2 separate regions of the Sus scrofa genome follow, and region 2 is linked to region 1. The links are chromatin contacts, called in public HiChIP or PLAC-seq maps. All regions are on one chromosome and are shown on one strand. Each heading gives the region's core, a stretch centred on a gene start, on an enhancer-like site or on the middle of the called end of the contact. The rest is flanking DNA. Distances are from core to core; before and after follow the strand shown. Region 1 overlaps CHD2 (chromodomain-helicase-DNA-binding protein 2). Region 2 has its middle 6.7 kb from the start of FAM174B.

Region 1 (5,686 bases), core at 2,921-5,420:
TGAGTTTTATCTCCTTTCATCTCAGTTTCAGCTCCGAGGACTGGAATGCCACTCCAGTTCTCTCTTGTAGATTTTATTTGAATCTCTGATCGTCTCTGTGTAGTGTTCATTATGGTACGTATGAGAGAAACAGATAGATATGGTTGTGAGTTCGAGTCTCCCTCATTCTCCTTCCACTTTGTACCACTAAGAGAGTACTTGGGGATTCCTTAGGAGAGCTCCTGGTCTGTGGCTCTCAGTTCTGACTGCAGGGAGTCACCAGAGGTTCTGCCACCTCCTTGGTCTGTTCCATTGGTCTATGGCAGGGCACAATCTCTCAGGTGATCTTCCAGGCATAGTCTGTGTACATACAGGAAAAATTATGTGCAGTTATTTCTTGTCCTTCCTTTATAAGATGATAGCATTCCATGCATCTTCCGCATTTTTCTTTCATTGTCTTAGGAATCTTTCTCAATATGCTGAAAACTCCTTCTTTTTTATAGCTGCACAGTATTCTCTTTATTAAACTAGTTCCCAGTTGATGGACATTTAGTTTTTCTAGTCTTTTGTTATTACTGATAACACCTCAGTGTTATGCCTTATTGTGCCTGTATCATTTTATATCTGTAAAGTCAATTCCCAGACTTAAAACTGTCATATTTATAGCTTTGATAGATACTTCCAAATTGCCCATCACCATCAGCTGCATGTGTATTTTTATGTTAGGTGATTCTGAGACACCAGTTGAGAGCTGTTGCCTCAGAACCCTCAGTATAGTCGTCTCTTTGTAGCCTCTGGGGATTAGTCCTAGGATCCCCGGGGATACCAGATGTTCAAGTCCCTTTATATAAAGTGCTGTAGTATTTGCATATAACCTACTTATATCCTCCTTTACTTTAAATCACTTGTTAATTACTTATAATACCTAATACAGTGTCATAGTTGCTAATATATAGCAAATTCCAATTTTACATTTTGAAACTTTGTGGAATTTTTTTTCTTACAAATATATTTTTGATCCATGATTGGTTAAATCTGTGGATGTGGAACCTGCAGATACAGAGGGCTGACTATATCTCCTATGAATGAATGAAGGGTATCAGCAATAGAATCACTTTCATGTTGAAAATGCATATTTCTAGTGAATTAGAATATTAGGGAATGGGACCTAGGAATACACACGTCTAACATTCTCCTTGTTGATCCCATATATGAACCCTTCTCTGGGAAAGACAATTACATACATTTGAAGTAGACACGAAATGATAAAGTAAGGACTTTGGCATTTTTTTCCTTTTCTCATTTTAGAACAGTGCCCAAACCTCGTGTGAAAAAGCAACCTAAGACTCAACGTGGAAAGAGGAAAAAACAAGATTCTTCTGATGATGATGATGAAGATGATGAAGCTCCCAAAAGGCAGACTCGCCGCAGAGCGGCTAAAAATGTTAGGTAGGTGAAGCCACAGAAGGTTTTCATTTGTATGAGGGATGATGATAGTGAAGTTGGCTGGAACTTTGTTCTAAGAAGTCCAGGATTAGGCATCTGATAGGCAGAAATAACGACCCATGTCTTGAGGTCGTATTCAGAAATCTGGCTACAGTTCTTGCAAAAAGAATGGCGTTGGCCAATAGGAATAGTGATACCTTATTTCAAACCTTCAACTACTTCAAGTTCATGTTTTGTTCAGGTGGTGGTGGTGGTATTGTCACTGTGGTTTTTTTTTTTTTTTTTTGGCCACACTGGGGTCATGTGGAAGTTCCCAGGTCAGGGATTGAACTGAGCCACAGCAGCAACCTCAGCTGTTGCGGTGACAAAGCTTGATCCTTAACCTGCTGTGACACACGGGAACTCCCTGTTTTCACTATTTTATAACATTCTTTTTTTTTTTTAAGGGCCACACTCCCAGCATATGGAAGTTCCTGGGCTAGGGGTCTTGTCGGAGCTACAGCTGCCGGCCTACACCACAGCCATAGCCACTTGGGATCTGAGCCATGTCTGCAGCCTACACCATAGCTCATGGCAATGCTGGATCCTTAACCCACTGAGTGAGGCCAGGGATTGAACCTGCAACCTCATGGATCCTTGTCGGATTTGTTTCTGCTCCGCCACGATGGACCTCCATAACATTCTTTTTTAGGAAAGACATTTGGATTGTGTTTTTAATTCTGCGTTTCTCTGAATGTGCTCAGACACATTGTTCTAAGTTTCAGCTTATGTATTGTCATTTGGATATAGTAATTTTATCAAGCTTTCTGATAGGATATGAAACATTAATAGAAAATGAAATAAAGGAGTAGATATATGCAAACAAATATTTAACTTTATATGAATCAAAACATTTAATTTCCTTTTAGAGGAGGATATGCAGGTTTCTTTTGGTCTACTTAGAGATGGTGAAACTGAGTGTTGGAGTTATTAATAATCTGTCCAGTGCATTCAGTTAATAATTTGAAAGCTATGGCTGGGTTTTATGTATGTTAGTGTGTAGCTTAGGAGGAAAATCCTACACCTGCACTGAATCCAGAATTGTGTTTTTTTCTTTTTTTCTTTTTTTTTTTATTTTTTTTATTTTCCCACTGTACAGCAAGGGGGTCAGGTTATCCTTACATGTATACATTGCAGTTACAGTTTTTTCCCCCACCCTTTCTTCTGTTGCAACATGAGTATCTAGACATAGTTCTCAATGCTGTTCAGCAGGATCTCCTTGTAAATCTATTCTAGGTTGTGCAGAATTGTGTTTTTTTCTTGAGTAACTTCCATACCATTTGTTGTTTATACATGGTGGAAGGTTATGTTTTAATATCTTGTAACCAAAAATTATGCTCATAATGTTCTCAGTGAAAGTTGAGATTACTTAAATTTCATATTCTTACTATTAAGAGACAAAATGCAGGGTTTTAATCTAATGAAATAGTAACAGTTTCTTCCATTTATCATGCATTTTCTTTCTTTGAAATTGTTTCCTTATTATACATAGTAATGATCTCATTAAGGAATGAAAACATAGGAGTGTCTTTGTGGTTTTTTATGTCTTACTTACAAAAAATCACCATCTTCTGTTTTTATTTTGAAATATGAGGTAGCCTTCCTGCAGCTGTCTATGAGCAGGTATTAATTCTTTAGGAAAAAGATGAACTTTGTGCCCACTTTATCTGTGGCTGATCTGTAAACCAGCATATTGGAGCTAAAAGGGAATATGGTTCCTTATTCTAAGGATATTATCACATATGGCGTTTGAAAAAATAGTTTTTCATTTATTCGGCATTATTCCTCACGCAGTTACAAAGAAGACGATGACTTTGAGACTGACTCAGATGACCTCATTGAAATGACCGGAGAAGGAGTTGATGAACAACAGGATAATAGTGAAACTATTGAAAAGGTCTTAGATTCAAGGCTGGGAAAGAAAGGAGGTATGTGTCTTTGGGGAGCAAATTACTTTTTTTTTTTTTTTTTTTAAATAAAAGTTGATTCTTAAATCACGACAGGCTCTAAGTCCTTCATAGGAGCTGTAGGTGGCAACAGATGTTGTGGCAGGGAATCCAGATGTTTAAACAGGAGTGGAGTTAAGATCATCATTGCCTCAGACACAGGAAACAACTTACTTTTTTTTTTTTCCTTTTAAGGGCTGCTCCCACAGCATATGGAAATTCCACGGCTAGGGGTTGAATCGGAGATAACAGCTGCCAGCCTGTGCCACAGCCGCAGCCACGCCAGATCTGAGCTGCGTCTGTGACCTACACCACAGCTCACGACAATGCTGGATCCTTAACTCACTGAGCAAGGCCAGGGATCGAACCCCCATCTTCATGGATACTAGTTGGATTCACTTCTACTGTGCCAATGAGAACTCCTAAAATAGCTTACTTTTTATCAGATTTCTTAATCCTGCCTGTGATCAGGGGCCCTTCACCATAGCCTCTGCTTTTAGCTTCTTGAATTACTTTTGTTCCTCTTTCTGTTTCTGCTTGAATGCCTTATCTTCCTTGTCCCATCTCCTTGGCCTGCTTCTTGGGTTGCTTCAGGGGCTTCTTGCCACCTTTGTGGCCAGATATGTCACCTGTTGCCCCTTCCCCAGACACTACCATTGAAAGCCAGCAAGTTACTTTTTATATCTGCTCAGTAAGAAAGGCCCAGATTTTATGTATTCAGCTCCTAAAGGATGAATTTCAGTCCATGCTCATATTTGTTGTGAAATGCGGAAGTTTTTCTGACTCAATTTTGATGTCTCAGAGCTGAGACTGTAGGGCAGTGTTCTGTTATGTCTTTGAGATTTTTAAATTAAGGTAGTTAAAAGTATGTTAATATCTTTAAAAGCAGTGATGTAGCAGAGATTCCTCCTTATTAAGATTAAGTGAATCTACCTTTAGGTTAAGTATCAGACTGGTTAAAATACTTATTTGGGCAATAGTGAAGAATTTTTTATATCCAAATTGAGATATTTCATAACTCAGTTTTTGAAAGTTACCTTTCCATATAGGAAATATCAAAATAATACCTAATTCCATTTTCATTGTCTTTTTTCATCCAGCCTCGCTTCAGATTAACAGGGTTGATAGAGAACTTCGAGTGGATGGGTGATTGGGGAGATTTAAAATTTTTTTACTTTGTTCTTAGTATTCCTAGAGAGAGTTAGTACGGACCAAAACAAAAGAACGTTGCTGTTTGATTTTTATCGTGCTAAGACACAAAGATTTCTTGAATTTCACCAGTAAATTTTGGAATGTTTTTTATTTATTTCATTTTTTTTTCTTCAAGGCTGTGCCCGCAGCATGTGAAAGTTCCTAGGCCAGGGATTGAATCTGAGCTGCATCTTCAACCTGAGCAGCAACTGCTGGCCTTGAACCCACTGTGCCTGGCTGGGGATCCAACCCGCACCTCCACTAGTGACCTGAGCCACTGCAGTTAGATTCTTAAACCATTGCACCACAGTGGGAACTCCTGTTTATTTCATATTTTAAAATTTTATTGAAAAACGGTTGGTTTATAATGTTGCAGTAATGTTTGGGGTACAATGAAGTGATTCAGTACATAGTCATTCTTTTTCAGATTCTTTTCACATGTAAATTATCATAGAACATTGGGTAGAGTTCCCTGTGCTGTACAGCAGGACCCTGTTGGAAGAATCATTCCGTATGCAATAGGTGCATACGCCAATCCCAAACCCCCAATCCATTCCTACCCCCCACCTGTCTGGAATGTTTTTTATTGTAAAAATTGGGTTTGCATTTTGAAAATAGTTGAAGTTTGTTGCTCATGTTCATCCTTGAATTGTTTGTGAATATCTGCTTATTTCAAGTTAAAGGATTTTAGTGCTTCATCCAGAAAGAGATCCTATAGATGATTATGTACCTGGAAGGCTTTACAGTGCCTGGTTTAATATACTTTCTAAAATTTCATTGAATCCTTTTGCAGCCACTGGAGCTTCTACTACTGTATATGCAATTGAAGCTAATGGAGACCCTAGTGGCGACTTTGACTCTGAAAAGGATGAAGGTGAAGTTCAGTACCTCATCAAGTGGAAAGGCTGGTCATATATCCACAGCACGTGGGAGAGTGAAGAGTCCTTACAGCAACAGAAAGTGAAGGGTCTAAAAAAACTAGAGAACTTCAAGAAGAAAGAGGACGAAATCAAGCAGTGGTACGTTATCTGTCCTGGACCAAAGAAATATATTTGCCTCCTGAGGGAAGGGAAGGTTTTTAAATG
Region 2 (5,447 bases), core at 2,904-5,403, 100 kb before region 1:
ATTCACTGTGATCCTTTCAAAACAACTCTAGATTTGTTTGTTTTATCATTCAGATTTCATAGCTGATAGCCAAGGCAGTAAATGGATGAGTATTTTTCATTTTAATTCTTTTAAGGGACATTGTCTTTGAACAGCTTTTGGAAGCTATAACTCTTAGAAATCTGTCTCCTAGGAGCTGAAGTTTAAAAATCTACTGATATTGGACTTCCCTGGTGGCCTAGCAGTTAAGGATCTGGTGTGGTCACTGCTGTGACATGGGTTCCATCCCTGGCCCGGGAACTTATGCATGCCACAAGTGGGACCAAAAAATAAATAAAAGAATTTAAACCAAATAAATAGGGAGTTCCCAACGTGGCTCAGCAGTAATGAACACAACTAGTATCCATGAAGACGTGGGTTCAATCCCTGGTCCTGCTCATTGGGTTATGGATCCAACATTGCTGTAAGCCACGTGTAGGTCACAGATGCAGCTTGGATCCAGTATTGCTGTGGCTGTGGTGTAAGCCACAGCTCCAATTCAACCCCTACCCTGGGAATTTCCATATGCCGAGGGTTCAGCCCTAAAAAGACCAAAAAGAAAGAAAAAAGTAAATACATAAAAGCTACTGACATAAACGAAGTGCGGGAAGAAAAATATATATATATTTTTTTATCTCCAGAGCCTTTGAAAACAGGGATTCCACTCTCTTCAAAGGAAAGAAAAGTGCTTGTAAATTTGCCCCTTAACTCAGGCCTGCCGGAATCAAAAAGGGAATCTAGGTTGTCTCCTGTCCTGACTCAAGGCGCAGTCTTGGCTGCTATGTTGGCAAGTTGTAGGCACATTCCAACAGGGTGAGGGCCTATGCCTCAAAACTTTCTAGTCTCCCTAAATCTTCCTCTCTTCCTCATATCAAATAGCCCTAAGCCCTGCGCTTCATTCTTTCTAGGCCCTCAGAATAGCAATTAAGAACTGGGGCTTGAGAGTCAGGAAGTCAGTTGCCTTCTGGATCTGTCATTTACAAACTGTGTGATTTGGGGCAGGTTAACTTCTCTGGGCCTCAGTTTCCTTCCCTCAAATTCAGAATGTTTCTTTCTTGTGAGGATGTGCTTAACACAAGGCCTGGTACAAATGAGCTTTTGACAGATGGCAGTGATTGTTAACCCTTCTACCTCCCTAATCCACCTTCTGCCTGCACTCAGTCCTCATTCTCCTTTGACCAGTTGCTTCATAATGGATCTCCAGCCCTCCAGCCTAGACCTCTGAGCTGCTTGCTATTCCTGGTACCACCTTCCCTTTAAATATGCTTTTTCTGTATCATCTGCCTAGTAAATCCCTCCTCATTCATCAAAACTCAAACAAGGAGTTCCCGTCATGGTGCAGCAAAAACGAATCCGACTAGGAACCATGAAGTTTCGGATTCCATCCCTGGCCCTGCTCGGTGAGTTAAGGATCCAGCATTGCCATGAGCTGTGGTGTGGGTCACAGACATGGCTTGGATCTGGCATTGTTGTGGCTCTGACATAGGCCGGCAGCAACAGGTCCGATTAGACCCCTAGCCTGGGAACCTCCCTGTGCCTTGGGTGCAGCCCTAAAATGCAAAAAAAAAATATATATATATATATATATAAATTTATAATTTCATCATCAGGATAGTGAGGTTTGAGGTTTTTTGGTTTGGTTTGGTCTTTTGCTTTTTTAAGGCCACACCTGTAGCATATTAGGCTAGGGGTCTAATTGGAGCTGTAGCCACCGGCCTACGCCAAAGCCGCAGCAAAGCAGGATCCGAGCTGAGTCTGCGACCTACACCACAGCTCGTGGCAACGCCGGATCAGATCCTTAACCCACTGAGCAAGGCCGGGGATCGAACCCGAAACCTCGTGTTTCCTCGTCGGATACGTTAATCACTGGGCTACGACGGGAACTCCTAAAGACTGCTAGATTTAACAAAAATACAAGGTGCCCAGCAGATAAACAACAGACAAGATTTTAGTGTAATTTTGTCCCAAATATTACTTACACTAAAAAAAAAAAAAAAAAAAGATTCATTGTTTATCAGAAATTCACGGTTGACTGAGTGGCCTCCAGTATTTTATCCCACAGCCCTACCTGAAAGGCTGAACTCCCAAACCCTGTCTTCCTGCATTCAAACCGGCTAATTCTTAGAAAATGTTATGAACTGTACCATTTTACCTTTATTAAATAAATAAGCAAGCACAATCTACCAACTGTGCTTGCTAAAATTTTCTACATGTTTAAACACTTTGCTTTCTTCTGAAACTCCGTGATTATATTTACCTAAAGTTAGATTCTAATTTCTACGAATTTAGTCTCTAAGCCACTTAACAGTAGAATTAGATCTGAGAGGGAAAATCCAGGTGACTCTACATCTGAAGTCTCTGTTCTGCAGTAAATTCTAACAGAGATAGGGACACTGTGGGCCATTACAAACCCCACAGAGCTGTTTGGGCTGTAAAATACCACTTCCCTGCAGAGGAAAGAGGAAGCCCCACTATTCAGCTCTGGCACCTACACTGGCCAGCTCAGCAGCCATTAAGTATTATTATAGACGAGGCTTTCCACGACAAAACTATTTTAAAAATTAGAAAAATCATCCTATCTGAAATGGGGCATTTCCTGATTTCAGTTTTTTGGCACAGGTTCACGTCCTGTAGGAAAAAAAAAAAATTCAAGCGGCACATATTTTTGTTTCATAACCACAGCTCCCTTTACATTAAATCACATTCCCCTGAAGCTTCAAAGTGGTTGACAACTCTACACGACGTATCTTTTTGTTACATGTAATTAGTTTTCCCTGCGGTTCTGAAAAGTAAGATGATGTCACAAGTGCATCCCTTCCTTAACACCCAAACTTGAAAAACCAACGCTGTCCTGGGTGTCTAAACTCATGCAAAACATTTGCTTAGTGCTCAAATATCACAACTATGCGTTCTGGAAAACAAGAAGATCCGTCAAAAATTACTAAGAAGTGGCGCATGGAATGCGAGAGAATTCACATTAGGGATAAAAAGAGACGTGTTAAAAGGGGATTGGGGTGAAGGTGGTTTAATACAGCCGAGAAGCATGAGGGAAACAGCTCAGCCGGGAGCGGAAAATCAATTTGCCAGGGCCATAGTAAGACTGGAACATCATGTCTACACTTGTCAGAATCCATCCTGGCTCCCCCTGTAATGTCTGCAGTCGGAGCATGAGTACAGGAGATATGCCTCATACCAGTTTAACCACGGAAAAGACTACTACCACCGAGCAAATCTTCAGAGGAGGAACAGACCGAAGGACGATCTTTTACGAACTAAAGAGATTTAGTACGTCAAAAGCTTTACTCAGGAAAAACCAAAATTTCTTTGTCATCCACTTGTTTTCTGGATGGCTTCTAGTGAATATTGCTTGGTAGGGAGAATCATTTCAGAGTCACGGAGAATATATCTTGGATGTTTATGCTACAAAAACTAGGAGAATTATGTTATCTGTTCCTTCGGAAAAGTGAAGCAGCAATAAACCACCGCTTAACTAGTAAATCATAAAAGCTACATGGAGGAAAGCCCAACGACTAAGAAGCTGGAAAAAAAATCTCAAAAAACTGTAAAAACTGATCTACAAAGAGAGGAAAATTTTTCTGATGCATGCTAAACCCATCCTGTTGCTTCTTACAAACTTTGTTTTTTGGAAATTTCCAGTATGTTATAAGTCGTCATTCTGTCAAAAAATGTTTGCTTCGGAGCCCCATCATTCTTAAACCTGTTGCATAGTCAGTGTGACTTTACTCATGAAGTTCTTTTCTGCCTTTCCTGTATGTTCAGTAGCTCTTCCTGCAACAGAGTCGTATTTATTTTTCGGTTTCTTTCTTTCTTTTTTTTTTTTTCCCTTAACTTGGTCATGAGGAAGCCTATTCATTCCGACATCAGTTGCCTAAGTATAGACTAGTCCTGCCCTGGAAATTGCGAACTGAATTTGATTTCCTCTAAGAAGATAAAATGGAGAAGCTGCTTTACATTTTCACTCAAAGGGCAACTGGCGCCGAAGTTTGGGGCCGGAAATGCGCGGGTGCCTTTAAGAAGAACCGGGGTAATTTTCCATCGCCCCCCCCAGCCCCGCCCACGCGGCGGGCGGCAGGGCGCGTCGGAGCGCGGCTGCGCGGTGGGGCGCGGCGCGGGCCTCCCGTTGCCTGGATACCAGCTCCCACCCCTGGGCGACTGAAGCCCTATTGTTTCCAAGATGGCGCCGAGTCCTGTCTTAATGTGCCAGAAACAAAGCCAGCTAAATACCCTTGAGCTTAGCGGAAAGCAAGGGTCTTAGGGCCGGCTTTAAGAGTGTTCTATGTCAATATTTATTTACTATTATAATGTTACAAAAATCCTCTTAGGTTGTCTAAATGGGGAGAAAATCAGGGATCGCCTCGGGGTGTGTAAGCCCTGGCCTTTTTCCATAGCAGGGCTTGTGGCTTCAAAGTTGGTGATACATTCTTTTCTTTTGGTAAGAATTCTGGTTTTTCCTGTTTAACTAGCTCAGAAAGACGTCTCTTTTTAAGTGTAAACTGGACCATGCCGCTTAACCTTAGAGACCGTATAATTATGTGGAGCTCAACTGGGGTACTAGCTCTTGACTGTGTCCCCTCCCCTTTAAAAATACCTGTTGGGCTGCAAACTATTATATGTAGAATGGATAAACAATAAGGTCTTACCTCATAGCATAGGGAACTATATTTAATATTCTGTAATTAAACCATAATGGAAAATAATGTCTTTTAAAAAGAACATATGTGTATGTATAACTGAGTCACTTCTCAGTATAGCAGAAGTTAACATTGTAAGTCAGCTATATTTCAATTAAAAAATTGTTTAAAAACCTGTTCGTTTTTCTCTTTATCTTGAATAGTTGCTTTATGTTCAAATTAATGGTACCATTATAATTATTATAAGATTGTAAATTTTTGGGGGAGAAGTATGTTTTAACCATCTTTGTATCCCAGAAGTGTTTCTGCCCATAATAAACCTCCAAAGAATGTTAAGTAAGTCTCATTAACTACCGAGGCTTTAAACTGTGGAAAGCACTGTACTATGAAGTAGGTACCCCCATTTTTTTCTCCCATGTACCAGAAACTAAGGCACCAGGAGGTTAAGTGCCTGAAGCACCACAGCTAGTAAACACTGGAATGATTCAAACCCGGACAGCCTGAGAGCTTGTGCTAGCCTGCCATTGTACTATACTGCTGTCTGTAAATAGTGCAGAGAGTCCATGATGTCTTCTAACTGCAGTACTTTCAGGGAGGAGTGTGCAAGTCTCTTTCTCTTGACTTGCATTCTTTGTCGTGAATAAACTTTTCACATTTGTTTCAGTCAGGGCATTTAGATGCTAACCATACCCTGAGCTTAAAGACCCAAACCCAGGCAGTATTGGTGGCAGGTGTTGAGGAAATATAATTTAAAAACAAAATCGCCTATGCTGAAAC

What was found. HiChIP or PLAC-seq counts read pairs in DNA pulled down with a chosen protein or histone mark.
Region 2: a contact with region 1 is called in an H3K27ac HiChIP or PLAC-seq map of alveolar macrophages. The contact joins two enhancer-like sites. A contact is called at or near these places in 1 of 5 promoter capture datasets (liver) and 2 of 2 datasets of contacts at active chromatin or transcription factors (alveolar macrophages and skeletal muscle).

The regions. Positions count from the first base shown.
Region 1 is chr7:86,068,030-86,073,715 of Sscrofa11.1, reverse strand. CHD2 (chromodomain-helicase-DNA-binding protein 2) reads left to right here. Exons shown (of 38, transcript XM_021099370.1): 6 at 1,288-1,428; 7 at 3,259-3,392; 8 at 5,395-5,620. It also overlaps the pseudogene LOC110261692. Among named protein-coding and RNA genes, the nearest start is that of CHD2, 37 kb to the left of the region's middle. Within about 2 kb of position 4,170, at least 2 of the 83 cell types and tissues checked have an H3K27ac peak or open chromatin away from gene starts, as enhancers often do. A contact at or near this core is called in alveolar macrophages, where this site is marked.
Region 2 is chr7:86,172,562-86,178,008 of Sscrofa11.1, reverse strand. No RefSeq gene overlaps it. Among named protein-coding and RNA genes, the nearest start is that of FAM174B, 6.7 kb to the left of the region's middle. Within about 2 kb of position 4,153, at least 73 of the 83 cell types and tissues checked have an H3K27ac peak or open chromatin away from gene starts, as enhancers often do. A contact at or near this core is called in alveolar macrophages, where this site is marked.